Linked DNA regions of Mus musculus: region 2 is linked to region 1. Evidence: chromatin contacts called from public promoter capture Hi-C data. All regions are on one chromosome and are shown on one strand. Each heading gives the region's core, a stretch centred on a gene start, on an enhancer-like site or on the middle of the called end of the contact. The rest is flanking DNA. Distances are from core to core; before and after follow the strand shown. Region 1 holds the start of Ccdc153 (coiled-coil domain containing 153). Region 2 has its middle 30 kb from the start of Gm30373.

Region 1 (7,630 bases), core at 1,664-4,163:
ATTATAATTCATAACAATAGCAAAATTACAGCTATAAAGCAACAATAGAAATAATTTTTGGTTGGGGTTCTCAAGGAACTGTCGGAAAGCGTCACGGCATTAGGAAGGGGGAGAGCCGGTGGTGTAGGCCAAGGCCACTGTGTTTTTGATCAGGTCACATTTCTTTTAATATATAAATAACCAATGTCCTATTTGAATAAAAGTGAATGATTGTCCCTCTTATATATCTCCTCAATACTCTTGTCCAGATCAGGCTGTGGTGCACAGCTTTAATTCCAGCCCTGAAAAAACAGAGGTAGAGGCCCCAATCTAGGAGTTCCAGGTCAGTCAGAGCTACACGTAAGTCCCTTTCTCAAAAGACAAGCAAACAGAAGCCATCCTGGATAGATCTTATTCAAAGGAGGACAGGGAGCCAACAAGATGGCTTAGTCGGTAAAGGTATGTGCTGCCAGACTCAACGACCTGGGTTCAATCCCACAGATCCACATGGGAGAAGGATAGAACCAAGTCCCCATGGGCTGTCCTCTGACCACACACTAAATGTAATACAAGTTTTTAAGATTTAATTTTAACAATCTGAATGTGTGTGTGCACTTGAATGGGTCTTCTCCAAGAGCAGCGTGTACCCTTAACTACTGACCCATTTCTCCAGCTTCCCCAGCCCAAAAAAAAAAAAAAAAAAAATTAACAGAGACAGTGAGATCAGAAACGATCTTTCCTATCGTCGCTTCTAAACTGAAGTCAATAAAAAGAGAAGGGAAGGTTGGCCTTTTTCTCACAGTTTTTATTTGGTTTGTTTTCTAAAGAGGGGCTGAATTGCTGAGCACAACGCCAACCCCTTTCTGGGTTCCGTTGGGACCAGTTCATCACGTGACACATGGCACCTTTTTTTTTCTCCACTTCACCTTGACCTCAAACCACATCCTGATCCTGCACCTGAGAGTCAGTTGACTGAACTCATTTGTAAAATACACGATCTCCTAAAACATGAGGTCTAGGTTGTGTTCTGTCATCCCCAATGTGTCCTTCCAAGCACAAACGTGAGTGACAGAGATTCAGGGAAAGAAGTCCCTGAGAAGCTCCTGGGAAAGGACCGGAGATTCTAAAGGAAGAATAAATGAAAACGTGATGAAAAATGAGATTTCTCCATATCTGAGACCTGTGTACGGGGTCACCAGCCCTACGTTACAGGGGCTGTAAGCATCACAACGACAAGTAGGACTCTTTGCTCTATAAAGTGTCCAGAGCCGGGGCTGGAGACATGGCTCGGCAGTTAAAAGTGAGTCCTGCTCATGAAGAGGACTCGAATTTGGTTTCCAGCACCACACTGGTGGGCTGCTCACAACTACCCGTAACTCCGACTCCAAGGGACTCCAAAGCTCTCTTGTAGCCTCCCCCGCCCCCCGGCACTGTGCTCACAAACCCACACATAAAGAACATAATCAAAAATAAAAATTAAAACTCTCTCTTACAGTATCTAAAGTGCTACGGAGTTAAATAAAACAGGTATTGACCTTCCGCTTGCTCTGGAAGTGATTTCATAGTCCCACATCTTGTGTCTGTTTCGGCAGATTTGCTTCTAATAATATGCAACTGACCAACATTTTCAGGGACTAGAATGGACAGACATGCCTAAAAAGGATCTGTAGGTTCCATAATCCACAGGGAGGAAGGCTTGTTTAAATTCTATGTATGGTGACATTATGGTGCCCAGAGATGGCACAGGTCCAGACGGATCTCTCCCAGATGGAGGGAGGGCTTCCCGTCATGCTTTCTGCCAACAATCAAATTTTAATTATACATAAGATACTAAAAAACACCCCGTAAAGGGGATCTCCCCCAATATTGCCCAAGAAATTACCAACTGCAAACTTTAGGAGGTGCAGGCGGTCAAGCAAGTCCACTAGAGGGAGCCCTAAGCAACTTTATGCTGCAGGGAGCCTGGGGGCTGCTAAACCCCTGCCTGCAGATTAAACCTCATAAAGAAATAGTGGGAGAAGGCAAGATTGACTGGAGAGGGAAAAAGGAGTCCTGTAAACACTGCACTGACGTCTGGGGATTTCAGGAGCTACAAAACTTATACACCAAGAAATACAAGCTGAGCAAAATTAAGTAGCTGAACTCCAGACTCTTGTCTAATTTGTGTTCCTCTTTGTGGGTCAGCATCCTTTCAACTACCTGTGTCAGAACATGTTTCCCTCACACACCACAGTAGCCTTTTTGAGGCAAACCTTCAGGTTGTTGTTTAAAAAAAAACAAAAACAAAAACAAAAAACAAAAAACAAACAAAACATTTATTTATTTATTTTATGTATCTGGTGGTCTTCAGACACACCAGAAGAGGGCATCCGATACCATTACAGATGGATGTGAACCACCATGCTGTTGCTGGAAATTGAACTCGGGACCTCTGGGAGAGCAGCCAAGTGCTCTCAACCACTGAGCCATCTCTCCAGCCCCCAAACCTTCTGTTTTAAAGTAAATAATGTCACTGTGTTCACACGAAACCTCCAGATATAAAGTAGCTGTGATGGCCGCTATCCCTGCTTTCCCTATGTCTTGCAAAACACTGCTCTCCCAGACTGCAAGTTTGTAGATTCCTAGCCTGGAGAGTCTCCAGACCACAGGTAGTGCCTGTGTAGACATGAATAATAGCTATTCGGCTCCTAAGCCTCTTCTTTAGGGCTAGGATATGGAGGTAAAAAGAGAAGCTTTCCTTTGTATGAGCTGATTTAGCTCACCCACCTGCCTGAGTTTTCCAGTTGCCTGGACAACGTGCAGTATCCAGAAACCCAACATCCCAGTTCTTGGTCCCACCTCTTGAGGAAGTTTTACACCTTGGATTGGCTCCCAGGACCCAGGCTCCTCCCTAGACTCAATCTACTTGGGTCTCTCTTTACTGTCCCCATGACATGTCATTTCCCAGGGAGACACCACACAAGCAACAGAAAGTCTTGCAGGTAGGTAGGAAGGAGGAGAGTACACAAGTTGGGGAGAGAGAAGGGATGTCCAGAAGTTTCTCTAAGAAGCTGACTGCTGCACATAGGATTGTTCTCCCTCAGTGATCCCAGCCCTCCCTAAGGGTCCCAGAGACCAAGAAATGAAGCTTCTATAGAAGTGTAAGATGCACTGGGAGACTGGCACTCTGATGCTCCAGAAACCCCCAACCAACTCAGTGTAAGAGTCAGGAAAGCCTGTCTGTATGCTGACCTACATAGGTCTTCCCTTCGTCAGGACAGCGGGATGCCACCTAAAACCAAAGGAAGGGGGAGAAAAGCTGAGGCACGGAAGAAGAAAAAGAATTCAAGTCCTGGTGAGTCACCATGGGTGAAGGCCAGTGCCCCTGCATGTCCATGTCCACACCAAGGTCCTTAGAGGGAATCCAGCTCCCTGGGCAACAAGACAGAGGGCGTTTGTTTTGGTTTTGTCTTTTGTTCTTTTGACACAGGGTCACTAAGAAACCCAGGCAAGCCTCAAACGTATCCTCCTAGTCCTCCTAGTGCTGGGACAGCCTGGTGCTCACAATGCCTGGCATTAGTTAGGCATTGACACCACAGTTGGCTAAAGTGAGGCTCTCTTGCCCTCCTCTTCAGAGCCCTGAGTTCAGATTCGGCCAGGCTGGGGACCGGAGACTGCCTCTCTCCCCCTGGAGCCCCCTCTAGTCCTTTGCCTCTGTCATCTGTTTCACCCTTCTTTTGAGCACACACCAAGTACAAGGCAGTGAAGGCTTGGCTATGAATTTGTCAGATTTTGGCATTGGGTATCAGTGATCTTCCCCCATCCTGCAAAAAGTGCGGGAGGAAGACAGGGCAGGGGCGAGATCAGCGTAGCCTAAGACTCCGTGGTTTGCCACGACAGGTGTGGAGGCTGAGGCCAAGCACAGGCTGGTGCTGCTCGAGAAGGAGCTGCTTCAGGACCGCTTGGGTAAGGAGTGTGGAGCCTCAGGAGACAGCAGCAATGACAGGTCCTAGTCAGGGTTATCACTGCTGTGAAGAAACACCACAACCAAAGCAACGTGGGGAGGAGATGGTTTATCTGGCTTGCGCACCCAAAGCACTGTTTATTATTGAAAGAAGTCAGGAGAGGAGCTAGGAGCCTGGAGACAGGAGCTGATACGGAAGTCATGGAGGGGTGCTGCTAATTGGCTTGCTCTCCATGGCTTGCTCAGCCTGCTTTTTTATAGAACCCAGGACCACCAGCAAAGGGGTAGCACCACCCACAATGGGCTGGGCCCTCCCCATCATTCACTGATTAAGAAAATGCCCTATAGGCTTAACTATAGCCAGATCTTATAGAGGCATTTTCTTTCTTCCTTCCTTCCTTCCTTCCTTCCTTCCTTCCTTCCTTCCTTCCTTCCTTCCTTCCCTCCCTCCCTCCCTCCCTCCCTCCCTCCCTCCCTCCCTCTCTCTTGTTTGTTTGTTTGTTTTTTGAGACAGGGTTTCTCTGTATAGCCCTGGCTGTCCTGGAACTCACTTTGTAGACCAGGCTGGCCTCGAACTCAGAAATCCGCCTGCCTCTGCCTCCCAAGTGCTGGGATCAAAGGCGTGCGCCACCATGCCCGGCTTCTAATCTTTTTTAAAAAAAGATTTATTTATTTTATGTACATGAGTGTACTGTCCCTGTCTTCAGACACTCCAGAAGAGGGTATCCCATTACAGAAGATTGTGAGTCACCATGTGGTTGCTGGGATTTGAACTCAGAACCTCTGGAAGAGCAGTCAGTGCTCTTAACCGCTGAGCCATCTCTCCAGCCTGAGGCATTTTCTCAGTTGTGGCTCCCTCCTCTCTGATAATTCTAGCTTGTGTCAAGTTGACATAGAACTATCCGTGCAGCCTTGGCATACGTGGCATCTCTGGGTTCTTGGGGAACTGGAAGTGTGGACTATGTCCAGGGCTAATTCTCTGTTGGCAAGGATTGTGAGGAAGGGCTAGACAATGAAGATTGATGAAGAAGTTGTTCTTCCCCCTGACTCTGAGAACGCAATCACAACCCCATTCAGGATAGGTAAGTAGTCTACCGTGAAGCTAATCTGCAGCTCGGGAAGCCATTGTTTTTTAGTAGCCAGAACACGGAGAGACTATTGACTCTGTAGGAATGAAAACTCTGTGGGTTTCAAGAGGGTCCAGGGAGAGACACTGCATAAGAGGTTGACACTGCCAAGTTCCCAAAGAGAAGCAGAGTTCAAGGCTATGGTGATTGATTCTATGAGATCCACGGTCAGGCCTGAGCATGGCTCTGCGATACTCACAGCTCTACAGAGGGAAGAGGCTCGCCGAGCCAAGGCTTCTGAAGACAGGCTGAAGCAGAGGTTACAAGGGCTAGAAGCTGAACTGGAAAGAACCCAAAGTGAAGGGAAGGCCATATATGCAGGTATGTTTGATCAGGTGGACAGGAGACGGGCCTGGAGGAGGTCAGGGAATTGGAGGAAGGGAAATGAAGAGTGATTCCAACTGCCATACCTAGTCTCACCTTCCCTGCATAGGCAGGGTCCAGAGACCCAAAGATAGATCCCTGGTATGAACACGGATCACCACATCCTAGGGTGTCTAATGTTCCATGCTTGGTGTTGGCATGAACAAAATGCAGTGACAGCCCTTACCTTTTTCACCTTTGGGAGTAAGTGGGAGGAAAGGCCAGAGTCCCCCCTAAACAGATATGGGGGAGAGAGTCTTCTTTCCTATCTCCCTCATTTTCAAGGTCTCCCAAGTTTCTTAGTTCTGTGTCTCCGCCGAGACGTTCCCCTACGTGTAACGTTATTTCCTTCCCTTATGCCTCCTCTATCCCTGCTGCCTACTGCTCCTACCTCAGAGATGAGCCGCCAGCGGCAGGCCCTAAAGGAGGAGCTGGGGACCCGAAGCAAACAGCTGGAGGAGGAAGTGAGAAGTCTAAAGGAGCAGCTAGGTAGGCCCCCATCCTTGTCCCTTCTTTTCCAGGCTCAGTATCAAGGCCCCAGCATGGATGAGTGGACTTCAGAGGCTCTCCTCTAGATGTCTACAGTCTGTTGGCTGAGTTTTAACTAGGGTCACCGGCACCCTAGCTCTCCTCTGAACAAAGAGTTCAGTGACACAAACCTCTCTGTCAGGGCTGGAGTTATGCCTCTCGGAGAGCTGGCTCAGCAGTTAACAGTTAACAGCACTTGTTCTTACAAAGAACCCACAATCAATCCCCAGCACTCACATGACAGTTCACAACCATCCTGTAACTCCAGCCAGAGGGGATCTGAGGTCCTCTTCTAACTTCACAGACACCCACATGGTGCACATACATACGTTCAAGCAAAGCACTCATACACATAAAATAACAAGAATAAATAAATCTAAAAAAGAAGAAAGTTCAAAAGAAGCCTCTAAGACAGAGGTAAAGAAGGTAAGTCACTCCATTTCTCCCCAAGTCCAGCAGTTAACCCCTTCATTGCCTTGCCTGTCCTAAGCAAAACATATTCCTTATTAGTCTAGCCAACCTTTACAACCAAACTACAGAGAATGTTAGACTTAATTTACTTCAGCATCCTCAAAGCCACGCACCTGGTAGAAAGCCTTAAATTTCTACTTGCTAAATCAATGAGTAGACCAACCAGATAAGAAAACAGAGGTCAAACCAGGTGGTGGCGGCACACACCTTTAATCCCAGCACTTGGGAGGCAGAGGCTGGTGGATCTCTGAGTTCAAGGCCAGCCTGGTCTACAGAGTGAGTTCCAGGACAGCCAGAGCTACACAGAGGAACCCTGTCTCGAAAATACCAAAAACCAAAAAACAGCAACAAAAAAAGAGCAAAAGGGTCAGAAGATGGTATCAGATCCCATGGAGCTGGAGCTATGGATGGTTCTGAGCCACCATGTGAGTGGTATAAACCAAACCCGGGTCCTGGGAAAGAGCAGCAGCCTCCTGAGTCTTTTTTATTTCTCAAAAGTCCAAGGTGGCCTTGAACTCACAGTGATCCTCCAGCCTCAGTCTCCTGAGTTGTCAGGTTCTAGGTGTGAGCCATCACATCCTATTTCAAAGTTTTCTTATCCTAAAATATCTTTGGTTTGGATATAAACATTCGTGAACTGCTTTATACAGGCTAGGGACTCCATCCATCTCTGGCCTTGGCCTTCTTTCAAATTTACAGTCAACATTTACTGAGCCCCTTCTATATACAGTGCTTTGTCGTCCATTTCCACATTTAAGGTCACAGCAAACACAAGGGATGTATGTTATTTTCCCTCTAAAGATAAAGAAGGGGCTGGAGAAAGGGCTCAGTGACTAAGAACACTGGCTGCTCTTCCTGAGCCAGCACCCACATGGTGACTCGAAAACATAATTCCAGCTTTAGGAAATCCAACCCTCCTCTGGACATCACAGGCAAGTGTACACGTGCGTGTGCGCGCACACACACACACACACACACACACATGTGTACACACACACACAGAGGGGGAGAGGAAGGAGGAGGAGGAGGAAGAGGAAGAAGAGGAGGAGGAGGAAGTTGTTTTAAAAACTGAGATGTAAAATTAAAAATAAATAAATTTATAAAGATAAACTGAACACTGAACCATGTTAGGTGGTACAAGTCTGTAATACCAACCCTGAAAGGGAGAGGTAAAACAATATGGAGTTCAAGGTTATCTTTAGCTACATGGGGATTTTAA
Region 2 (7,630 bases), core at 2,941-5,440, 240 kb before region 1:
AAGCTGTGTCCTGTGCTTCCTGCACACTCAGGTAATATTTCTTCCTTCTCAGGTCTCTGGTGGGGTTGAAGACTAGATAGTCATAGTCTTACTATAAGCTTAAGTTGTTTAGGATTTAAGCAGATGTTTTAGGTCTAAAATAATGTTTTTAGAAAGGTAATACAAGTTAAGATAGAACATTATTTTGAGATAGAACTCTAAACTCACCAAGATGGGGAAGGTGATCAAATACTTTATCTAAGTTGCCAAATATAAACAGATTGGACATTATGAATATAAATCTTACCTAATAGTTTTCATAATTGTTTCATAATTGATATTATTTTATTCAATGTATATTTGAAAGAAAAAGAGCCTTTTATTAGACTAAAAAGGGAAACTGTAGAGGGATTATCTAATGTCTGTATGGATGTGGCACCTGTCAATAATAAATCTGACAGCCTATGGCTTAGGCAGGAAATAGGAGGTGGGACATCCAGGAAGCAGAAAGGAGTTTGGGATAGAGCCAGGCATGGAAGATTCATCCGAGAAGACATTATGAATCAGATGCATGGTACCTGAACACAGGTAACCAGCCATGTGACAGAATGTAGATCAAAATAAATGAGTTATATTAAGTTATGATCTAGTCAGATAAGAGCATTGCTATATGGCCAAGATATTTGTAAATATATTCTGAGTCTTATTTCTGGGAAGATGGGGCTGGGAAAAATAACAGACCTAACTTCTACAGGCCTCTAAAGAATAATGATAAAATAAAATAAAAAAGCAAAAACAATAGAACAAAACAACCAAAAGAGCCAAAGGGAAAACACAAGAAACACATATGACTGCAGAGACACAAATGTTCTCACACGTGGGAATCCCATAAAAAACCAAAGCTGGAAGCCATTATATAGATGCAAAGGACCTGTAAGTTTAACCTGAGACAAAGGATCTCCAAAGATGCTGTTGAGTTCATTTTCTGTTGGGCATCTACTGAAGGCATGCTGCCTACCCTTAAGAATGGTTTGTTTCCGGATTTCCGAGTTCAAGGCCAACCTGGTCTACAGAATGAGTTCCAGGACAGCCAGGGCTACACAGAGAAACCCTGTCTCAGAAAAATAAAAAAATTAAAAAATTTAAAAAAGAATGGTTTGTTTCTCCAATGAAACTCCCTGGGGTGTGGGGGCAATGTTTTCATTTGCAAGTGGTTTATCAATTAGAGATCATCTCTGTGAGCTTGTTCACATGTGTGTTGTTCCTGCTGTGTTAGAGCCTCATTTCCTTGGTGTCCTCTGACCCCTCTGGCTCTTACAATCTTTCTACCTCCTCTTCTAAAGAGTTCCCTGAGCCCAGAGGGGAGAGATTTGATGGAGACATACCTTTTAGGGCTATGTGTCCCAAGGTCAGTCTCTGCATATTGTCTGTCTGTGTCTTTATTTGTTCCCATCTGCTACAAGGGGAAGCTTCTCTGATGATGGCTGAGTGAGGCACAGAACTAAGACTATACCAGCATGCCATTAGGAGCCATTTTATTGCTATGTTCTTTAGCAGAAAAGTAGTATTTGGTTTTTCCATAGGTCCCTGGCCTATCTATTTTTGGCCACACAAGCAGTGCCAGGTATCTCATGGAGTGGGCCTGAAGTCAAATCAGACATTGGTTGGTTACTTCCACATGCCTTACGCCACTATTGCACTGGTGTACCATACAGGCAGGTCACCACCATCAGTCAAAGGATTTGTAGCTGGGTTGGTGCTTACCTTTCTCCTTTGGTGCTGTGTTGATTATATCTTCCAATACCATTAACACAACTAGTCCATAGAGAAGGCTCTAGGTAGGCTCAATTCCTGTGCTCAGTGAGTTGTGTGGGTGTTGTCTTCAGCAACAGGGCTTTACTGTTGGCTTGTAGAGAGCCACCAATAGCCTTATAATAGCCTGGGTTGTTTGGGAGTTCCCATGGGACCCCTTTGGTTAAGAACTCAATTAGATGTAACACAGTCTCAGTACTGGAAAGCTTTATTTGGTAACAAAAGATGTCCAGTTGAGGCTCTGTCTCCCTGTTATTTGGTGACTTCATTTCGATTGCCTTCACATATGTATATACTTTAGGAAGCTTCTACAGTACTGTATTAGGTTTCTAAACAACCCTTAGGTTTAGCTGTCTCTCTGCATAGTCTCTCCTCTGCCCCTCTTCCCTCCCACTCCCTGTTTGATTCTCCTACTCCAGCACTTTCATGAGCGCACACACACACACACACACACCTGCATTCACACACATGTCCATCCATAACTGTTTATTCTATTTCCATTTCCTAGGGAGATCTATCCCCCTCACCCCCCAAGTCCCTTATTCTCTACTTAAATTCTGTGGTTATACAGTTATATGGTTATGTCTGGTAGTGGTGGTGCACACCTCTAATCCCAGCACTTGGGAGGCAGAGGCTGGCAGATTTCTGAGTTTGAGGCCAGCCTGGTCTATAGAGTGAGTTCCAGGACAGCCAGGGCTACACAGAGAAACCCTGTCTTGGGGAAATAACAACAACAACAACAACAACAACAACAACAAAACAGTTATATGGTTACATATAGCTTGCTTATCAATGACTTGATTGATAACAGCTAACATCCTCATAAAAGCAAATACTTACCATACTTGCCTTTCTGGGTCTGAATTACCTAACTCGGGATGATTTTTTTTTTTTTTTTTTAGTTTCATCCAATCACCTGCAAATTACATGATATCGTTTTTCTTTTTAAACATCTGAGTAAGTTCTGTAAATGTACCAAATTTTCTTTATCCCCTGACAGACATCTAGGTTGTTTTCAATGTCTGTCTATCATGAATAGAACAGTGATGCACATAGCTGAGCAGCTGTCTCTGTAGTAGAATGATGCGCCCTTTGGATATATGCCCAAGAGTGGGTAGCTGGGTTGACTTGAGGTAGATCGATCCCCATCTTTCTGAGGAACCACTGCACTGATTTCCAAGTTATCCAAGGTTTTTTGTTTGCTTGGTTGGTTGGTTGTTGTTTTTAATCTATTGCTTATGTGTGTGTGAGTGTATGGAGGGCAGAGGACAATTTGCCAGAGTCAGTTCTCTCTGCATAATATGAGTTCTAGAGATCAAACTCAAGTCATCAGACTTGGCAGCAAGCCCCTTTACCCACCAAGCCATCTCACCAGCCCTCATTTCTTTTTCTTTTTCTTTTTCTTTTTCTTTTAAACTGCAAGTCATAGTGATACACACCACATACAAAAACTCAATAGGAACAAATACAAAATAAAAGTTGACGAAAGGACCCCTGGCTCACCACATATGGCGTGCTCTTGCAGCACGTTCAACTCCGTTGCACCTGTTCTGTCAAATAGTCTTTGTCTGAATTTACAGTCACAAGCTCTAAACTCATCTCCAACATGAAACAAAAGGGGAGGTGGCCTTGGGAAGGCAGTGCAGTCCCTTCCTCCACATTGGAGTGCCCAATTGGAGTTTCCAGAGGGGCTGGAAAGACTCTTAAGACTCAGGAAATGAAGGAAACAGGAAACATTATTCACAAGAGTAGGGTAGGAGACCTCTTGTAAGTTCTGATACTCAGGGGATTGTAGAGACAGTAAGTACTGCTGGCTAGCCAAGCTACCTGAAAATTGTGTAGACTACTCCAAACGTGTGGCTCTCAAGTCATGACAATGCTGGGGTAAGTAGGCTCTTTGGTGATACAGCTCTCTTTGAGTCAGACACTCCAAGTAACTCACTGGATCACTAAAGTAGACTTTGGTGAAACTGTTTGCTTTACCTGTCATTGCTATCCAGCCTGGTCATTGGCCATCTACTTCTACTGGGTCTGAGGCGCCATGATGAATGATGTCACCATGTCACTATGAGATGCCCCCAAACTACTGCTGAGCTGGAAACTGCACTGCCCTCTCTAAAAGTAGCACTCACAGGATGGGGTCATCAAGCTGTGGTGTCAGTTATGTGACCTTTCTTGTGGTCACCCACATGCAATTTGAATTAAACTATCTTCCCAGAAAGAAGCTGCCCACCCAAGGGAGAAATGACAAAGCAAAAAAGGCACTGGGTGTTGTCTGCTGCTTTAGCTTCTAATTTGGCAGAAAATTCTCTTTTGAAGAGGCTTGTGGGAGATGGGATGGAAGTGTTGGCTTGCTGTTTCTTACAGTTGGCAAGTTCCAAGGAAATGAGAATACAAATGAGATCTGTGCTAAATAGATCCAAAGAATTGCTTTAGCTTACAGGCGATTTTACTAGGCTCCTCCCAGGAACATAGCAAACGCTTACAACATCATCTGCCACTGTTACCTGCCACTGCCAACTGCGAGGTATAAAAGGACTGCTGTCACCCCAGTTTTCTCTCTCTCTCTCTCTCTCTCTCTCTCTCCCAGCCAGTCTCTTTCTCCCCTTTTGTCCTTCTTTCTGTCCTTTTCTGTACCCATTTCTCTGCTCTCATGGCTCTGCTCTAGTCTGTCTGCCTCCCCATTCTCTCACTCCCCTCCCCCCTAATAAATGTCCTTTATACCAGGTCTGTTGCATGACATGATTTCTCAGGGAGACACCTTGGCATAGGCCCACCAGGCACACCCCACCCCAATGCATGCACCCCATGCTATATTTCATAACAACTTGAAATTCAAGGGAAGACCTGGACAGTGAAGAGGCAGGAAAGAGGTTAAAGGTGACAGAAGGTGGCCCTTGAATCCAACCTTTTAGCCTAAGAAGGGAATCTATGATTTGGCATGCAGATGGTGGGTAGGCAGGTCTTCATAATGCTCCAATACAAGACAGTGTGAGGATCAGGGGACACTCCACATCTGAACCAACTGAACAGGGAAAGACTTGAGGTAGCAAAGAACAGCCTCTGACAACCTGAGGGTGAAGTTCTGGGAGGTGAGGGTGGACTAGATCGGGCTGAGTATTTTGAAAGCAGAGGAACTAATATAATTTCCCATCCTTCCTTGAAACAAAGCAGCACAGCTTGAGGCAATAGGAGGGATATCGGCCCTCCTCCATACTCTCCTCCATGGACTGGCTCACAGGAGCCTTTAAGGATACTTGATGGTCCTTTGTTCAGATGTCTAGGAATAGCAGAACTGAAAGCCAGTGGCAAGTTTTACTGAAGGACCTGAAAGTGTAAGGGGAAGAGTGTGGTTCTCAGTTCACAGGACCTGCCAGAGCTGTGCTCTATGTGCGTGGGAGAGTTAAGAAAGAGCTTGGTTGATTTTGTAGGGACCACGGAACTGATGTGGGGTTTTGCTGGCTTAGCCAAGCCTGTGTTGAGATGAGATCTTTATGGAGTAGAGGCTTATGCTGAGTAAACTCTAGCCAGCTTGTCAATTGCATCTGTAAGGTGCTAAAGTTATCAAGAAGGGGAAGAGAAGGACAAAGCAGACATCTGGGCAGCTCGAGGGCAAATGTGACAAACTGGAGTTCCTAAGGGGAAAAATTAACAGAAAATCAAATGTTACAATAGTTTCTGGAAAGCTCTAAGCCTCTGGAACAACTTCCAGGTAAAAGGTTAAGCTTAGCCTAGGGGTGGGCAGTATGCTGTGAACATTTCTCTCCTGAGTAGACAGATATGCAGGGACCCAGTGCAGGATAAGGAAGATAAGGAAGGAGGAATGGCTCACAGGGATGGCTGTGGATTGTCAAGGACTACCTGGAGTAGTGTGCCCTCTATCAATGCTACAGTACCAAACATTGCTCTTTGACAAAAGAGCTGATGCAAGAAACGAGACCATTTTGTACTGCATTGACCCTTATTACCTTTTTGTATCCCCTTACCTGCCCTTGACCAACTGGCAGGCACTTAGAATGGACGATGATGAACCTAAGATCTAACCCACCCTTTCTAAAAAGGCTCCTTTGGATAATGTTAACTCTCGAGTGTCTTGCAGGTTTGTAAAAACATCTGGAAGAGTAGCAAAGCTAACAATTATAGAATTTAAGTGAAAGTACCCTGTGTGAACAGGAAGGGTATGGCCCAGAAGCCATATTGTTGTCTATTGAAAGTCCCAGTGCCAATGGTATGCTCCTCACCAGGAGCTGTCGGCCAAGAAGACCTTTGGGTCTCCCACACCATACAAGCTATTGCCACTGCTGTTGGTTGCATGGTAGAACTAGATGCTAAGATCCCATCATCAAAGACACTGCATGTTTTGGCTAGAATGTAAAGAAATTGAACTAGGTCTGAACCGGACTCTCCCTTCCTGCTGCCTAGCTTTGACAGTGTCATAAGACACTGTGTGGACTTCTGGGAAAGAACTGTCACCAACAACTATGGACACCGCATGCTACAGTACCAAGACGTGCCTCCTGGTGCAAAGATGGTACAATTGTCACTGCTGTGTTTCTGATAATATTTAAGGCCCACTCCATAGACGGGAACTCATCTGGTACTGTAAGCCAGGGCAACATCCCAGGGCTTAGAGTGTAGTGTCCGCTCTCGACCAGCAAGAATGACACGACCACCAGTCCTTCTAACAGCAGTTTATTCAGCAAACTTCCGTCTTCCTCTCTCTCTCTTCATCTTTTTCCTCATCTATCTCCCCCGATCTCCCCCCCCCCCCAACCTCTTACTCTTATATACTCTCAGTCCTCATCTACTCACAGCAGGCCACGTCACCTCACCAGGCACGCAGCTTCAGCCAATCGGGGCGGCAGGAGCATGTCTCCACCAAATATGGACTTGTTTAAACTGCCAGCATCATGGTGCACCTGTGCAGCTCTCACAATGGTCGTGGCTTATTTTCAGGTGTATGAGGAAGTCAGGTGCAAGTCATAAGACTTAGCTGTAGTCCCTGGCGCCTTCTTGGGACTGCTGCCACACCCGCTACTCACATTAGAGAGGTAATAAGTCTCAGTGGGGAAGTTGCTGCTATCATTTATTATGTAGATGTTCAATTCCAGTCTGATTTCTTGTCAAACTGCCTTCTAAATGTCATGTGTCCACCCATAGAGCCCTGCTATCAGCCTTGGTTGATTATGGGACATAAATCAATGATAAGATTTTTTTGTAATGGACAGTCTCTTAGTGGATTCATAACTGGTCGTGCTCTAAAGAACAAATGACTCTTACACATCACAGATTCGTCCACAAAAAGCAGATATGCCATCACAGCAATAGATACACATCAGTACCATGGACAGGGCAGCTTGACCAGAAGACATCTTACCTCTCACAGTTCTGGAAACTGGGACCCCCAAAACAAGGTCACAGCACAGTTGTTTTCTTTTGGGGGTGGCAAGATGACTCAGTGGGTAAAATCACCAGCCTGAGGATCTGGTATCAATGTCTAGACACCATAGTAGAGAAGAGAGCTGACTTCTGAGAGTTGGAAGTCAGAAAGGAAGGCAGGAAGCTCGTTATCTCTGACCTCCACACATGTACCATGGTATGTGTGTGCCTACACTCACATGGCCAACATTATATGCACAATAATAATAAATTTTTTAATTTTTTAAAGTTTTTTTTCTCTAAGTTCTCTGTGCTTGGTTTGTAGAAGGCTATTGCCTGGTATCTTCGCCTGGTCTTTCCTCTATGTACACACACATCTGTATTCTGCTGTCTTCTTCCTATTGGCACACCAGTTGTAGTGTATCAATGCCCACCCCAAAGACCTAATTATGATTTCATT

The links. Promoter capture Hi-C pulls out the DNA fragments that hold promoters and counts their contacts.
Region 2: a contact with region 1 is called in a promoter capture Hi-C map of hippocampal neurons, with 2.0 times the contacts expected there. The contact joins the enhancer-like site here to the promoter of Ccdc153 in region 1. A contact is called at or near these places in 7 of 39 promoter capture datasets (cranial neural crest, epiblast stem cells, frontonasal cranial neural crest and 4 more), 3 of 484 Hi-C or Micro-C datasets (the G1E-ER4 cell line, pre-pro-B cells and uterus), 4 of 115 datasets of contacts at active chromatin or transcription factors (effector CD8 T cells, embryonic forebrain, embryonic midbrain and 1 more) and 3 of 9 other capture datasets (adipose tissue, embryonic stem cells and liver).

The regions. Positions count from the first base shown.
Region 1 is chr9:44,237,764-44,245,393 of GRCm38.p6, forward strand. It overlaps Ccdc153 (coiled-coil domain containing 153), which reads left to right and starts at 2,914. Exons shown (of 7, transcript NM_001081369.2): 1 at 2,914-2,960; 2 at 3,235-3,313; 3 at 3,859-3,924; 4 at 5,251-5,370; 5 at 5,809-5,901. The coding sequence starts at 3,244.
Region 2 is chr9:44,000,376-44,008,005 of GRCm38.p6, forward strand. No RefSeq gene overlaps it. Among named protein-coding and RNA genes, the nearest start is that of Gm30373, 30 kb to the left of the region's middle. Within about 2 kb of position 4,191, at least 19 of the 459 cell types and tissues checked have an H3K27ac peak or open chromatin away from gene starts, as enhancers often do. A contact at or near this core is called in hippocampal neurons and pre-pro-B cells, where this site is marked.